Linked DNA regions of Anser cygnoides: region 2 is linked to region 1. A link is a contact called in public Hi-C data. All regions are on one chromosome and are shown on one strand. Each heading gives the region's core, a stretch centred on a gene start, on an enhancer-like site or on the middle of the called end of the contact. The rest is flanking DNA. Distances are from core to core; before and after follow the strand shown.

Region 1 (2,700 bases), core at 121-2,620:
CCATATCCCAGCAGAAACTGATGGATCTGGCCAAACCCCTTTGCAGAGCACACCGGTACATTTACTGCTGCCTGCCAGGTAACAGCGCTAGTGAATCCTCGTGTAATTTGATTCATGAGATTCACTGACTTTCCTGAACTAGCTGGCAGCAGAAATGCAGAACTTCGCACATAATGGCTGAAAGCCTTTAATGATGTTTTCAATTTTATTCATAATTGCGAGCTGGCACAGCACCGTGCACCAAAGCGATGCATATGCAAACCCCTACTCCGCGATGCCAAAGCAAGAATGGGCCAGGAGTCAGTGAGTGTGCCCTCGTGACGGTGAGGCTCGGTGAAATTCATTCCTCTTTGGAAGGGCAATCGAATGCTAATATAAAACAGGGATTCGGATTGCCAGGTGTGCGGCAGGGAAGGAATCAGGCCTCAGATGGAGGTATCAGTGCAATGCAGCGGGGTCACCAAATGGGTCAATGCCATCTTGGCCAAGTTGCAGAGTTTTCCTCCAAACCCACGCCAGGCACCTCGCCACTTGGCTAGTGTTTGTAATGCCGCGGGGTGAACGGAGAGCAGCCCAGCTCCAAGCGTTAATGTGGTCTGGGCTTGACCGTCGTGATCTTTTTGGTCCAGAGAGAGTTTACAGGAAATGGTAAAAAAAAAAGTCAGTCAACAACATCTGGCGAGAGGGCGGCTTTGATGCACGGGGGACAAGGACGATCTGCAGGGTGACGCTGAGGCAACACTGTTGTGTTTATGGGCTTGTTCAGGCGGCATCACCTTGAACTTTGGGATTTATTTATCACCCCATCCTGCTGCCTTCACGAAACCCAAGCCCGGTCTGTGGGGCTGGAAAGCGAGGCCGCCCCGGGAGGACTCCCTGAAAATCCCTTACACAGCTCGCGTGGCTCTAAACAAACAAGGCTCGGAGCCACGAGGGCGGCATCTTCACCCCAATTCCTGTCACGGCGCCCCAAACCGTGGCTGGGTGCCCCAAAACCACGGCCGGGTGCCCCAAACCACAGCTGGGCACCCCAAACCACGGCCGGGCTCCCCAAAACACGGCTGGGCGCCTCAAACCACGGCCGGGCTCCCCAATACACGGCCGGGCTCCCCAAAACACGGCTGGGCGCCTCAAACCACGGCCGGGCTCCCCAAACCGCCGTCTCCGTGCGGGGACGGCGAGGGGCTGCCTGCGTGAGGCGACCCCCGCGGGGCAGCCCGGGCCGCCCTTGTGAGGTAAAATGGAGGCCGGGGGCGGCCGGGGCGGGCCGGGGCGGGCCGAGGGTCGCGGCGGGGCTGAGGAGGGCCGGCGGGACTACGAGTCCCAGCGCGCCCCGGGCCGGGGGCGGAGCGGGGCTTTGTGCGGACCGCGGGGCGGCATGCGGGGGAGCCGGAGCCGCAGCCGGAGCCGGAGCCGGAGCGAGCCCGCCCCGGGGGGAGGGCGAGGGCGGCGAGCCATGCCGGGCGGCGGCGCGGCGTTCCGCCGTCGGTGCTAGAGGGCGACCGCGGGGCGCCGAGCCCGCCTGGCTCGGCGGCGCCGGAGCGCGGAGGCAGCGCGGAGGGGCCGCCGCCGCCGCCATGGGCAACGCGGGGAGCGTGGACTCGCAGCAGACGGAGCTCCGGGCGCACAGCGTGCCCCTCAAGCTGCCCATGCCCGAGCCCGGCGAGCTGGAGGAGCGCTTCGCCGTCGTGCTGGTGAGCGCCGGCCCCATTGTCTGCGGGCGGCCGGCCGGGGGCGGGGAGGGGGCGGCGGGAGCGCGGCGCTGCCCCGGGCCGGGGGCGGGTGGGCTCGGCGGGGAGCGGGGGGGGGGGTTTGTGCCGGAGCCCCCCCGGGCTGGGGCCGCCTGCCCCCGGGCACCTGCGGGCTGTGCCGGGCCGGGCCGGGGCCGGGCGGCGGCGGCGGGCCGGCCGCGCGGACTTTGCCTCTGGCTTCGGCTCCTTTCTGGCCGCGTTTGAGTCCCTCCAGCTGAGGAGCACAAAGGGCTGCCCGGCCGGAGCCCTGCTGCTCCTGCAGCTTCTCCCGACGCCGCGCACCGGCCCTGGCGGGGCGGTCCCGGTGGTCCCGCAGCCACAGGAGGTGGGCGCCGCCCGGGGGCTCCGGCACCGCGCTCGCTTTTGGCGTGAAAGCCAGGAGCTGGGCAGAGGGGGGGGCATGAACCCGTGTGTGTGCCGTACCCCGAGGTCCCCTCGCGTCCCGCGAAAGCGGCCGGAGTGGCTCCCGCGACAGCCACGGGGACGGGGACGGGGACGGGCGGCCCCCGGCTCCTGCGGTGCCGCTGCTCGGGGTGGGCGCTCACTGGTATGTGCGCAGGATTTATTTCGGGTTAGACCCAATTAGATTATCGTGCCTAAGAAAAGAATAAGCCTATTCAGCTGGGAACCCCCCGCCGATGAGCCAAATGGTGAGTGAGATGTTGCGATTATTAGGTTTACGGGAAAACGCCTGATCTCGCCCCGCGCCTGTCGGGGAACCCCGCGGGCGTTGTGCTGGCGGGGGGATGCCCCCACGTACGGCCCCTGAGCCCTGCTCCGGCACATCGCACCCAGGGGGCCCGGCTTAGCCTGCCTGCACGGCCAGCAGGAGGAAAACCGGGACCTGCCGGCTGGGTCGGTGGAAGGGAGAAGCGTCAGAGCGTCGTAGATAAACGCGTAACATAAAGACGGGAGGTAGCAGGGCCGAGCCCGTGATTTCTTGAGGCGC
Region 2 (2,700 bases), core at 186-2,685, 63 kb after region 1:
GCACATCCCCGCAGCAGGAGAGGCACTGCTGGGCCCTGCCGTGTGACTTACTGCTGCTTTTGGGGCCAAAGACAACGTTGAGAGGGAATGTTTCTGAATAACTCTTGTCAACAGGAATTCACATAAAACAATTAGAGCAACCGCAGCCATGTTGTCTTGGTTTGCTCGAGTCTGACTCCTCCTGAGCCCGAGCCTGCTGTGGTCCCTCACGTTCGCTTTCTCTCTCCCTGCAGAATGCGATGAACTTGCCGCCCGACAAAGCCCGGCTGCTGCGGCAGTACGACAACGAGAAGAAGTGGGAGCTCATCTGCGACCAGGTAAGGGCGGCTGGGAGGGCTTTTAGCAGGCACCCTGTTAAGAGCGTGCACTGGTGTTTGGGCAGCGCGCTCCCACGGCTTAAAAGGGGAGGTCGCAGAGGGTTTGAATGGTTTCAAACACTCATTTGTTTGGCCTCGTGCTCCATTGTTGGTAACAACTCACGGAAGCCCTGTGCTGTGAACGTTGCTTAGTTTGCAAGGCAAAAGCTTGAGCAGACCAACCCTCCGTCCCCTCCTGGTGAGTGCTTGGAGTTGGGTCTGTCTTGACCTGTGTAACGCCGATGAATGGTGTTGATCCAGTGAGCGTCTGGCTTTCCACGTCACGAGCCATTGTCGCAGCTGGCGCTAGCTGTCAGCGAAACCCGAGTGGTGATGGTGAACTTCCCTTCGCCCGCACAGCACCCTCGGATTAAGCAGCACCATATGCTGAGGCATCCTTGGTGTCCGAGCTCTGCCGTGGAGTGCAGACTTGGCAGTGCTAGGCAACAATTAACAGGTTGGCTCTGCCGTGGCGAGCGAACAGAAACTGCATTATGTAGAGAAAGGGAAGCATGCAGAAGGTAGGAGGGTGTGCAGTTGTGAGCCAACAGCAAAATCGGGTTCTGCCATAAACTTCAAAAGTAATGGCTAATGAAAATAATTGATCCGGGACTGACAGAGTGGGATGTTTCCTTGGAAAGTAAACACAGAGGTACCAGGATGAGAGTTTGGCAGAAGGTACAGTCATGCTGTGAGGTCAGGAACATCATAATAAATAGATTTGTGAGACATTTCCTTTTCATCCATTACAGTGGCAGAGCCTCTGATGAAATCCAATTACCCCAAAGTAAAGCTGAGTAAAGAATTGCTTGCTTTTTTCACTAGTTTTCTGTGCAAGAAAACTTAAGCATTGAGCTATTTAGAGTTTCACTTTAGCGAGACGCCGAACAAATTGCTTAATCTGCTGTAAGTGATTTGTTTCTTCACGGCTGCTTGCTTAGAGCGTGCACATCCCGCGCGTGGACGTGCACGCGCAGCGCCGCGCTCGAGGCCGAGCGCCGCGCTCGCAGGGAGCTGGCGGCGGGCAGGCAGCAGCAGTGAGCTCACAGCCCTGGTGTGCACACTCCCACCGCAGAGCGGACCCACCCTCCGCAGCGCAGCTGCTGCTGATTCACTCCCGAGCTCTACAGCAAGACGGGAGGCTCGGGCGGGTGGAAGCGCAGCGGGGGAAGTTTGCAGGGTGCAGCGATTGCGTGGCTGACAGCTCCTTTCACAACGCGCGGTGCTCCCCGGGGTCGGAGGAGTCCGCTCCCCGTTGCTCTGAGAAGGGGACGCGGCACGCGGCAGGAGCCTCGCTGGGACTGGAAGGTCCCGAGGGGAAGGGGGGTGACGTGTGCCACGTGTGTGACGTGTGTGACGTGTGCCACGCTTCCCGGGGTGCTGCGTGTCCGTGATGGGTCGCAGCTGCCCCGACGCCCCTGGTGGGTGTTTGCCAGCCGCTCTAAACCGGAGCAGCGCGAAGCAGGTGTCTGTAAAAGCACTAATACAGCATATGGTGTGTGAAATATTTATATCTGCCCGTGTAATTAGGGTACGTCGCCGAAAACACTTCCCGGAATGGATTTTGTATGGAACATGTAGGCTTTAATGTGGAAGCCAATTTCAACTATTTTCTATTGATATCAGCCATTACACCTTTATTTTGGTTACTGAAGGACAGAGGATGTAACTCAGTATAACAGTTTGCAGGCTTATCTCTTACCTTCCTGTGCTGGCGTTCAGCTTGTCGGAAAGGGAAAAGAAGCAAAAATTGCTCTTAAGTGGCATTTTCTAAGTGGTCTGCAAAGCAGGCCCTGGGCGTTTGACTGTGAAACATTTTGAGACTATTGAAGGAGAGAATTCGGCTCAGAATAGTAACTCTTACTTTTAAAAAAGTGAGATTAAAAAACGTCGGGAGCTACTGGTCTCATGCTTAATAATAATAATAATAATAAATAATTCAAATCTGCTTTGATTAGGTTTATGCCCTTTCCGGTGAGTCACTGTAAGGGTTGCTGGGCTGGCTGTGGGGACTCATCCCGGGTGGTATTTTCTGTTCCTTTGTCTATAAAACTTAGAAGTCATTTACACTTTGTGGCGTTCCTGAAAGCTTGCTGCCCTGCCTCTCTGGCCTAGTGACCAAAGAATAAATTGGAGGAGGAGGAGGAGAACGGAACCAGTATTCCTATCGCCACTCACACGTTTGCGGTGATCCTGACAGTGTGTCATCGAGGGGTGGCAGGCAGCGAGGCGACCTCGGTCCCAGGGGGAGCTAAAAATCTAAGCAGGACAGGCAGAAGCTCGGGGAGGGTGCATGGGGAGGTGGCAGAAGCCCTCCCGGTGGTTGTGGGCTGGCAGGGAGTGG

Evidence for each region. A called contact is a pair of places that touch in the nucleus more often than the background predicts.
Region 2: a Hi-C map of liver shows a contact between it and region 1, with 2.0 times the contacts expected there. The contact joins the enhancer-like site here to the promoter of FMNL2 in region 1. A contact is called at or near these places in 3 of 7 Hi-C or Micro-C datasets (granulosa cells and liver).

The regions. Positions count from the first base shown.
Region 1 is chr6:40,623,275-40,625,974 of Taihu_goose_T2T_genome, forward strand. FMNL2 (formin like 2) reads left to right here and starts at 1,371. Exons shown (of 27, transcript XM_066999321.1): 1 at 1,371-1,694. The coding sequence starts at 1,578.
Region 2 is chr6:40,685,921-40,688,620 of Taihu_goose_T2T_genome, forward strand. It overlaps FMNL2 (formin like 2), which reads left to right. Exons shown (of 27, transcript XM_066999321.1): 2 at 234-317. Among named protein-coding and RNA genes, the nearest start is that of FMNL2, 63 kb to the left of the region's middle. Within about 2 kb of position 1,436, at least 2 of the 3 cell types and tissues checked have open chromatin away from gene starts, as enhancers often do.